Regions from separate parts of the Sus scrofa genome. Here regions 1 and 3 are each linked to region 2. A link is a contact called in public Hi-C data. All regions are on one chromosome and are shown on one strand. The core of a region is the stretch at or near the end of the contact, and the rest is flanking DNA. Distances in the headings are between cores, read along the strand shown. Region 1 holds the start of BIRC3 (baculoviral IAP repeat-containing protein 3). Region 2 holds the start of YAP1 (transcriptional coactivator YAP1). Region 3 has its middle 56 kb from the start of BIRC3.

Region 1 (3,599 bases), core at 506-3,005, 190 kb after region 2:
TGTCTACATTTTGTAGTCCCTTGGCAATTACAACAACTTTTATGTTTTAACATTAATTTAAAAATGTGAAAAGAATATATTCCTCTTTTTTTCAAAATCATTTTGTTGGTTATATGATTATTGGTATATAAGGACCACAGTATTTTTTCCATCAGCTCAAAGATGAGTTGAAACGGCTTATAAAGTTTTGAACTAAGCAGGCTCAAAAATGGATTGAAATTCATGTGGCTTGAAATTTCCATGATGGGTAAGCAATCTTTCTGATATAATTCCAACTGGAGCTCTAACTGCTATGAGCAGCAAAATCCACCTAATACGGAAGATACCCCAGCTTATCCTGACTGTACTGCATTCTTGTTTCCACAGGATGATGACGTTCTGAGTAATATGGGTTCTGCCTTTAATGCTTCATATCTTTGATTTACTGGAAGACAGGAAAATCAGGTGAGTTCTCTCAATCTGTTACCCTGTGTTGCAGTGTCTTTAGATAAATGTGCTTAATTATAGCTTAGGCAGAGAATGTAGAGGAAAATATGGCAGTCTAGTTAAGACTCTGAGATCAGGTTTCCATGAGACTATGGTGGTAATTTAGACATCTCTTGTGAGATAGAAGACCAAAAGGAGGAATTTGTTTTATAGCCACTCCACCCTAATTATAAAAACCAACCAAACCAAACCAAACCAAACAAAAAAGCAAACCCCACTAAAAATAAACTGAAAGGGAGAATCTTGTGCTTTTTTTTAAACATACCCCTACATTTCCATTTATGCTTTACTTTCTCAATTAGAACAAAAAGCACAAATTATCAGGAAAATTTCACAAAGTTTCGGATTTTTCCCCCCTGTAGGAGATGGACCTTTTCCAAACAGGCTGACCAATGATCGATCACCTTCCGCCTTCCTCGTCTGACCCATGAACAATGAAGCAAAGGTCTTTCAGTAAATGCCACGCGGATACGCCCCTGTTAAGAAACAGTCACGCTTTTAGGGTCATGGAAATCCCCGAGTGGGTTTGCCAGGCCACTGATTAAGGGGAAGTGTGTGTGGTTATTACCGCTGGAGTTCCCCTAACTCTTAAGAGGAAAGCACCAGCACTCAAGCAAACCGCCAGGAAGAGTGCGGGACACGGTGATCCGGCTGGGGGTGGGAAGGGGCGGGGCGGGGGGAGACTTTTAAAAGGCTACGTGAGACTCCAGCCCGCAAGGAACAGCCGGGTGTGACGCGTGTCACCCGCGAAGACTCGGCCGGCACATCCTCGTTGCGTGGACCCTCCGGAGCAGCACATCCGCGACAAGAGCTGGGGTGAGTGAACGCGCGCGCGCGCGCGCGGGGGGGTGGGTGGGGTGGGGTGGGGGCGGTGCGTGTCTGTGCGCCTGCGCGCGTCTGTGCCCGCGACCCCTACCCCCTCGCCCCCGCCTCCCGAGCCGGAAGGAGCCGAGTAAGCATCTGTCCGGGGGCGCACGGAGCCAGCCGCAGAGGATCGGGGGAGGCGGTAATCAAACTCGCTGCAGAGCCTAGAGAGGCTCCAGAGGGGCTCTCGAGCCCCCAGACACCGGATGAGAGTAGGAGCCCGGCCGCCCCTTCCCTGCGCGCCTGCGCTCTTCCGGCCTTTCCCCGCCGCCGCCGCCGCCCATACTTGCTCCTCAGCCGGTAGGGCCGGTGGGGCGGTTGGGACCCGCGCCTCCCTCAACGACACTCACTTTCCGTACGCCTTCCTGCTCGGTGTGCAGTTCCTATTTTCCTTTGGGGTGAGCCAGTGGAATGGGGAAGTTTTAATTGGTTTAATTCTATTGTCAAGATGGTGCCAGATGAGTTACAGCTCAGAGCCTAAAGCAGAGCTTGGGCATAGTCAGGACTCGGTAAAAAATCTTTACTTAATGAATAGATGGAGGAGTGTTCCTAAGTGGTGGCAGAAAGAGCAGATTTTTGGTGGTTTTCCTGGTGATCAGCGTGGCAAACGCTGTAGTGCCACCAATCCAGTTAGTAAAAGTGCTGGGGGTGTTTACCAGATGCAAAACAAGCAGTAATGTTAACTTTGCCATTCTCTATCGCCAACATTAGGTATTTCTAATACCTGCTACGTTCTAGGACCACCTCAGAAGACTGTACATGGGTTCTTCAGGTTTAATTCTCACAGTTTAATTCTCACAGTTCTAAGAAGTAGTTACTATATTTATCTCCACTGACAGTGAGCAAACAGGTGACACCCTTGCTATGGGGAGAGTGGTACTGGGACCCTAGATATCAGCCAGACTCCACAGCCTGGTATTAAACAGTCACTGAGTAGACTTTGTAGTCATTAATGTAAAATTGATGTCCTTGGTGCCATCCACATGAGGGTGCTTGGGGGCCCAGTCAAGTTTGCTAACACGCACTTCTCAGCAGAGAGTCTTAGTGTCGTATTTCCCTGGTGGCTCAGCAGGCTGAGGATCCCACGTTGTCCCTGCTTTGGTGTGGGTTCTTTCCCTGGCTCGGGAACTTTTGCATGCCACAAGCATGCATGGATGTTGGGGGTGGGAGGGCTGATACAGAACTGAAACCCAGTTTTGTGAAGGAGGCAGACAGAAAAGGCACGCTTAACCTCCGGTATCAGAGACATGGATGTACTAAGTGCCTGAGAGGGTAGAGACACCCAACATGCCGGAAGTCAGGGAGGCTGCCCACTAGAAATGATGAAGTAAGAAGAGATGAGGTTGGAGAAGGAACTGCTAGAAAGAGGAATTCCAGGAGAGTGGTATCAGAAGCCAACATTTCTTGAGAGGAAGTGGACCTCAGTGTCAGGTGCAAAAAATTCCACTGGTTTTGGGAACGTCATTGGTGTTACTCATATCGAGAGTTGTTTTGAGTGGTGCTGGCTAAAGCCAGAGGGAGACCTCCATAGACATTTGTGCACTTCACCTGGCAGTGAAGTGAAGATGAGGTACAGGTAGTTGCTCAAGTGAAAAGTGGGGTTGAAAGAAGGTTTTTTTTTGGTGTGTGTGTGTGTGTGTGTGTGTGTGTGTGAGAGAGAGAGAGAGATTCGAAAGCCTAGACAGACCAAAGCATGCTTGTTATATTGAAGGGAAAGAACCAGTAAAGAGTGGGAGTTGAAATGAGGGAAATGGAGTTAGGGGCAAGGTTTCTGAGGTCTGTGGGAGAGGATGGGATTCTTTCAACTGAGGCTGTGAGTTGTGAGCAAGAAAGGCATAGATTTGAGAATGTAAAAGGGTTACTGCTCAATGATTTGTCTTCTTTGAGAAATAGAAGGCAAACAATCTGCTGAAAGTGAGATAGGGAGTGGAGAGTAGCACAAGGTACATCTGAGGAAGGTGTTGAAGGTTTGGAAGAGCTGTGTAGGGCGGTGGGCTAGGGATGAGGGTAATTGCTGAGGGATGGCGAAGGGCCAGCCAAGTGGAGTCTGATGTCATGCTGGTCCCTTGTCTGCAAGGCTGTAGATCTTCCCCAGCAGCGTTTAGAATTCTAGCATTGGAAATAGTTAAGACAGTCTGAATTGATCCAGGGTTGGCATCTTGGCATATTTTTGTATATTTATAGTATAGCTGTTGCCTAAATTCCCACAGACATATGCCTTGTTCCCACATCAGAACTTCTTTAGGATA
Region 2 (3,264 bases), core at 282-2,781:
TTAAATGGACACATAGTAAGGTGTGTGAACTATATCTCAGTAAAGTGGCTTTTTAAAAAATCAGAATGTATGAATTTAAAAAGTCTCATTGCTTCTGAGTGATTTCAAATGGACTCCTTGCATTTATAACTGCCACAAGGAGAACCAGGTGCGTGGGGTGAGCTTCTCACCTGTTCATTTCTTACTGCTTACCGAGTCCGTGCTTGTGCCAGGCACAGGGATAACAAAGAGGTAGGCGCCTATCCCTTGGAGGATGAATGACAGGTACACAGATGACCGCTTATAACCCAAATTAAGCTTTTTTTTTTTTTTTTTTTTTTTTTGCGTTGAGGTTTTCATAACTCTGCTGCAAGTTTGAGCACTAAAAAAAGTTTTCACTTTTTAAACAGGCAATTTTTTTGTTTAGTAAATTACCTTGTCACAGATCTGGTCTTCGAGCTTCAAATTACAGTAATCGTTTACTCCATTCAAGTGTGTTTTGCATATTAATAAGTTAAAAAAATCAAGTCGTTAAAAAAAAGGACCCTTATTAAAATCAGTGTCTGTTACAGGTACCATTGTGCTCCAATCTAGTCCTGAGGCTTTGAGCCCATACTGACACTCGAGTTGGTCAAGTAGAGCTAACGCGGGGAGGGTTTAAGTGGATTTACACGTCCTCTCTAGACTTCTCTCGGCCTTAGCTGTTTCGCATCTAGGAAGCCTTTCAACCTTTCCCGGGGACTGGCGGGGAACGGGCCGCGCCGGGCGGGAGGACTTCCTGCGGCCAAGGGCGGCCGCGTTCCCCGCAGAGACCAAACTCCAACCCAGTCTAGACCCAACATTCGTCGTCGGGCCAGCCGCCCTCCTGGTGCGGATCCCCAGGCACGCTCCCGGCCCCGGCCCGAAGCCCGGTAGAGTCCAGGCCGGCGGGCGGGCTAGTCACGTGCGGCCGGGAGGGGCGTTGGAGGCCCAGAGTCTGCAGGAATGTAGTTAACTTGCTGGGGAAAGTTTCCCTCCGCGGCCGGCCACAGATTCGGTGCGGGCGGGCGCGCAGAGGAAGGAAGAGCCGCGAGGAGGCGGAGCCGCGCGCGGCTCGGGCGGGCGGTTCTCTCAACTTTAGTTTTGGCGTCCGAGGCAAGTTTCTGTCTCAGTCGGGCGCAGCCGCCGCCGGGGAAAAGAAAGGGAGGAAGGAAGGAACACGAAAAGGAAATAAGAGAGAAAGGGGGAGGGGAAAGGCAACTAGCTGTCCGGCATCCGTCAGGGGAGTGAAGGAAAAAAGTTCTCGGGCGCTGCAGGTTCGGGTCTCTGGCAGCCCCTCCCGAGGCTCAGCCGCCGGACCAGTGGAGCCCGGGCGCAGGGCGGGGGCAGAGGCGCCGGGGCGGGGGATGCGGGGCCGCGGCGCAGCCCCCCGGCCCTGAGAGCGAGGCGAACGCCGCTCCCGCCGCTGGCCCACTGCCCTTGCCGCTTCTCCCCTCTCGACCCGTCGAGCCGGGGCGCCCGGGTGGAGCCGTTGCCCGCCTAGTCTGGGTGCGCGTCGGGGGAGGCAGAAACCATGGATCCCGGGCAGCAGCAGCCGCCGCCTCAACCAGCCCCCCAGGGCCAAGGGCAGCCGCCTGCGCAGCCCCCCCAGGGGCAGGGCCCGCCGTCCGGGCCGGGGCAGCCGGCACCCCCGGGGTCCCAAGCGGCGACGCAGGCCCCCCCGCCGGACACCAGATCGTGCACGTTCGGGGGGACTCGGAGACCGACCTGGAGGCGCTTTTCAACGCCGTCATGAACCCCAAGACGGCCAACGTGCCCCAGACCGTGCCCATGAGGCTCCGGAAGCTGCCTGACTCCTTCTTCAAGCCACCGGAGCCCAAATCCCACTCCCGACAGGTAACCTCGCCGCCCCTCACCCCACTTCCCCGTCGGCGGGCCCCAAGCCCGGGGGCGCTCGGGAGCGGCGGCCGCCAGTCCTAGCCGGCGGTGGGGGGGTTCCGGGAGCGCTAGCGGTGGCGGGACGGGGGCTCGCGGAGAGCCAGAGGGACCGGAGACGCCCGCCCGGCCGCGGCTCCCCACTTCTCCCAGAGTCCGGGGCCGAGATTTGTTTTTCCCCTCGGAGTTTCTCTGCGGTTGCTGCCCCGGGGGGCGTGCTTTTCCCTTTCCTTTCTTTCTTTCTTCCTGGGGTTCCCGGGAGGTTGGCGGGAGTGGCGGGGGAGGTGGGGAGGAAGGAAGGGGGTGGGGAGAGTCGGCCCGGGCCACGGTGGGCTTGCACAATGCGCGCGCCTCCGCGCGCTCCGCACCTTCGCTCCCGCCGCCGCCGCCGCCGCCGCCGCGGGCCCGGGAAGGGGGAGGGGGGCCTCTGGCATCTGTGTGTGGGTGAGCTGCCAGCGGCGGCCGAGTTTGTGAAGTTGAGCCCTGGGCCCCCTTTCCTTCGGGGCCTCTCGGTCCACTTCAGTCTCCTGGGGAGTCAAATAATTGTTCTCTTGTTTTCCAGTGTTGATTAGGGGTGGGGGTTGAACCAGTCCATTTAGTTTCTCGCTCTTTCTCCCCCTCCCCCTCCCGAAAGCATTTATTTTCCTCGCGGCCCCGGCGCTTTCTGAATACAGGATCCAGACTTTCCTGGAAGTTGTTTATGGAGTTAGTGCTTTCACCCCTGCCCTTCCCTTGCGCCTTGGAACTCAGGCAGCCTCACTCTTATCAAACCTAGTAGGTTCACGTGTTGGCTTCCCAATTGCAGACTATTATTTACAGTCTGCTGAAATGCTTTTAAATTAGCCACATCTGCACGTTGCGCAGGACCTGAGTTGTGCTTACAGTGCCTAGGTTTTAACACAAGCCTTTGATAATGCACTGCAGGTTGACTCATAGGCCGAGTCCTGCCTGGTTCAACTGTGATTAGAAGTTAATGTTTGGGAAGCGATGACTAATTCGAGGCTCGCCATTGCTTTGTAATTCTCACTGAGGATATGAACATGGCTGTTCCACATACACAGCATTCGATAATTTTGACAACTTGATCTAACATTGAAGTGAAACTATTATTGAAAGTGTTAACATTCTGAACGGTCCCAGTAGATTTGTTTAGTGTAGGTTTTTCTTTCTTTCCTTCCTTACTTTTTTTTTTTCTTTAAAGAGAACTTGCTTCAGGATAAACTTCAGCATAAGAACTTTGCCCAAAAGTTAATTGGTTTTCCAAATACTGCAGTGTAGTTAGTCCACTCGGCTGTAACTTGAGTGGAAAGAACAGTTATCGCCCCCACTCCCTTCGCCCCTCCTATTTGCAGGCCTGTGGTACGTTCTCTT
Region 3 (3,485 bases), core at 175-2,674, 140 kb after region 2:
GCTATGATCACTAAAACTCTACCCCCAATATTAATATCTCTGTGGTACCCATTATTGATTCTGCATGGAAATAAGTGGAGAAAGGGGCGGGTTGCTAAAGATGACAAACACTTAATTGAATATAAATAAATTCTAAATAATTTAACAGTTCCAGAATTCCCAGGGTAATTTATATCTACATAAGCGTGGGTTAGAGGTGAGGAAGAAAGGCTGAGAGATGTGACAAGCAGTAATTTTCAGTTATTTGGCTCAAAACCTAGCCTGAGTGACTTCAGTGTATAAAAGATCTAATTAAGAAAATGCTAGCCACTTATTTCCGACGCCTCACACTTTATCTGGGTTTATCTTGCTGTCTGACCTGTTCTCTGGGGTCCACCACAGACCAAGGATCCTCACCATTGGAAAGCTTTCCTTCCTACTAAAGGGACTTATTCATTCCACAACCATCTTCTAAGTGCCAGGACAGTGCCCACAGAGAAACAACAGAAGGTCAGTGGTCTAAGGAGCTCCTAGCCTGGTGGGGGAGACATCAATAAATAGGTACATTTAAAATGGGAGTTCTCTTGGAGGTAGAATGTATGGTGCTGTGGGGCACAGAAGGCACCAAACCTAGCAGCAGGTGCCCCAAAAAGGCAAATGCAGGGCAGACCCGGAACCAGAGCCTCCTTCCGAAATGTCCCAGTGGAAGTCCTGGTGAGGCATCGAGTTGTAATCAGAAGAGAGGATATGTGTGACTTTGGCTACTGCCCCATGGTGGGCTTGCAACACACAGGGTGGGCTCTGTGGGACACAGACAAGGCCAGTGTCAACTAATGGGAACAAACAAAGAGGGGTAGAGCATGGAGAGCTGTTTCCAGTTCAGGGAGAGGAAAACATTCTCCAAGGAAGCACCAGATTCCTGAAACGTGTCCAGCCTTTGTGGAAAAGATACGGTTCGGGCTGCAATTCAAGTCAACTTCTGAGGAGCTTCAAAAGCTCGGACTTGGCAATGCAACTCAAACGGCTCTTGCAAAGGCGTCCTATTCAACCGCCGCTTCTAAGGCAAAGTCATTGTTTACAGCCTGGCAGAGCTGGAATATTGTCGAAAAAACAAACTTGTCCTGACAGTTGGGTTTTATAACCACCCTTGGACTTAAGCTACAGGCGAATTTGAGGAGCTTCCAGCACGGCGGCCTGATGGCTTCTGCAGGCCCGACGGATGTCTCTGTGTGAGGCTGAGGACGATTTGCGAGGGACTCCTCGTCAGTGAACACCCTTCCCGTCTGCTACGCCCCTAGCCCACCTGGAACTGCAGTGTCGCTATTTTCCACCGCATTTCCGCTGAGGAAGCGCTGCAGGTGCCGCAGCCCAGCCGCCCAGCCACTGTTCCACCGCCCGGCGCGGGTTGGGCGGGGCACCTTGCGGGGGCGGGACCCCGGGCGGGGTGGGCGGGGCATCCTGGTGGGAGGGGCGGGATCTGGATTCGCAGCCGCGCGGGCGGGGAAGGCGCCACCCTCCCGCAGGCAGTCTTGCTGCTGCCCTACTCTGCTTCGGAAGCGGGCGTCTTAGCCCCACACCCGACAGGACCTCTTTTAAGTGACTGAACTCTCGAGACTCAATTTCCTCCTCCGCAAAATGAGGTTAATGACCCTTACATTTCAGAGCTGTTTGAGGATTAAAAGAAAGACGTGTCTAAATTACCTACGTGCCTAGGACTGGTAGATACTCTTCAGCCCTAGTTACTTTACACATTCAATCTAATTGAACGCATAGCTACCGAAGGTCTAGGAGTTTTCAGATCCTGAAAAGGTAATATTTAATAACCCTCAAGGAACTCGTTGGCCAGTGGAGAACACGGACAAGTAAACGGGCCGTGCTGAGTGCTGTAATGGCCGGATTGCTGGGTGCTCGCGGAGCAACCGAAGGCCAATAAGCCAGTTTCAAGTTGTCAGGGGAGCCTTGGGACGGGAAAAACAAACAAGTCAGGAGGCGCTGGCAGGGCAGGAAGGGCTGTGGAGGGAGAAGAGGCTGCGGTTGGAGATCAGAGATGGGATGAAAGCAAAGACAGAGGGAAGCCGACTGGAAAGGTGAAATTGCAGGGCTGGCTCATGAAAGAGCTCCTAAATTATAAAATTTTAGTGGCTATAGATTTTTATCTTAAAGGGAAACCATTGAAGTATTTTAAGCAAGAGAGTTACATGATCTAACTTGGATTGTAGAAAAATTCCTCTGAGTAGAGATCACATAGATGCAAGGTTCAATTTAGCTTCCCAGTTCCCCACCGTTAGCAGCCTCTTGTGGAGGGTCAAACGAAGAATTCTTCTAGAGTCTAAAAAAAACATTTGGAATTTTTCAGGTCAGGTGATCCTGAGTTCTCAGTAACAACCAGAAAGATTTGTTAATTCTCTCTCTTCAAGTGGGATTGTGTTGGGTTTCAGTATCCCCTCTATGAATCAGGCTTGGTTCCAAGGCAAATTTTATTACTCAGTTGGGGGGAGGGTAGCAAACTTTTATACCTGCATTAATCAACTGCCTCTTGGTAAACCTACTTTCTCCCTCACCTCCATGTGCCTGGCTGCCGGGATCAAGAAGCTAGGAGGCAGTGAAAAGTGTTATCAGACTTGTGTTAAGACCAGCCCCTCCCTAAAGATGTTCTGGAGACCAAGCCAAACAAGGTGGAGTTAGGCAGGGCAGGAGGCTTCAGGCTCAGGCTTGCAGGCTGGCTTGGGGGATTAGAAGCCTAAACAAGTTAGAGGGGTTATTCTGCTCCCTTTGTTTCCTGTTAGGTGATATGTGAGTTGGTTATGTTTTTATTTCAATGATTGGCCACCGAACATTTCTTTTGAAACAGCAGTTTGCAGGATTAGCTAATAACCATGCTGCCATCCTTGTTTAAACCCACTGAACAGTGGTTTAATGTCCGATCGCTCTGTGCAAGCTTCAGGTGCTCTCAGCCTACCCCTAGCCTTGCACCGGGAGGGTGACTGAGTGGGTCTGGGGAGAGGTTATTTGGCTTCTCCTGAGAGATCCTCCAAGTGGGGGAGTTGTGAGAGAGTGAGTCTTGTCAACATCAACTCCTGTTTTTTTTTGTTTTTTCCAGTTGATTATATGGGACATGGTGCAGATCTGGAATTTAGCCTTGAGCTGCTCCTAATTTGTTCTGCAGTCTGGGATTATTCCTTCCATTCTCTGAGGCTTAGTTATAAAATGAGAGTTTACTAAATGCTAGAAGCTTCCTTCTGGCTGGCTCTAGGAGGGTCTCAGTCATCAAAACAGTCAGTTTCAAATCCCTGTGTTTAAAGGCATAGCTTGAAATTATAATCTAATGAACTTTCTTCAAACACCCCTCTGGGTCTACATTTTTGCCTGTCAACCAGTCTCTGTCATTGCAAACTGATTTCTGAGTGAACCGCAAATCTTGTCATATACAAGATTACGTAAAGTTGATGAAAGTAATGTCGGAGATGGCAAAGCCTTTGACAAAGTTTAGTCAGGTCAGAGTACCT

What was found. A called contact is a pair of places that touch in the nucleus more often than the background predicts.
Region 1: a contact with region 2 is called in a Hi-C map of skeletal muscle, with 4 times the contacts expected there. The contact joins the promoter of BIRC3 here to the promoter of YAP1 in region 2. A contact is called at or near these places in 1 of 5 promoter capture datasets (liver), 10 of 47 Hi-C or Micro-C datasets (embryonic fibroblasts, heart right ventricle, liver and 4 more) and 1 of 2 datasets of contacts at active chromatin or transcription factors (skeletal muscle).
Region 3: a contact with region 2 is called in a Hi-C map of skeletal muscle, with 3 times the contacts expected there. The contact joins the enhancer-like site here to the promoter of YAP1 in region 2. A contact is called at or near these places in 1 of 5 promoter capture datasets (liver), 11 of 47 Hi-C or Micro-C datasets (fetal heart ventricle, fetal skeletal muscle, heart right ventricle and 6 more) and 1 of 2 datasets of contacts at active chromatin or transcription factors (skeletal muscle).

What each region holds. Positions count from the first base shown.
Region 1 is chr9:33,001,815-33,005,413 of Sscrofa11.1, forward strand. BIRC3 (baculoviral IAP repeat-containing protein 3) reads left to right here and starts at 1,756. Exons shown (of 10, transcript XM_021062707.1): 1 at 1,756-2,781.
Region 2 is chr9:32,810,098-32,813,361 of Sscrofa11.1, forward strand. YAP1 (transcriptional coactivator YAP1) reads left to right here and starts at 1,532. Exons shown (of 10, transcript XM_021062706.1): 1 at 1,532-1,670; 2 at 1,673-1,854. The coding sequence starts at 1,532. LOC102157672 (a long non-coding RNA gene) reads right to left here and starts at 1,535. Exons shown (of 2, transcript XR_002335614.1): 1 at 415-1,535.
Region 3 is chr9:32,945,382-32,948,866 of Sscrofa11.1, forward strand. No RefSeq gene overlaps it. Among named protein-coding and RNA genes, the nearest start is that of BIRC3, 56 kb to the right of the region's middle. Within about 2 kb of position 1,425, at least 70 of the 83 cell types and tissues checked have an H3K27ac peak or open chromatin away from gene starts, as enhancers often do. A contact at or near this core is called in fetal skeletal muscle, liver, omental adipose tissue and 3 more, where this site is marked.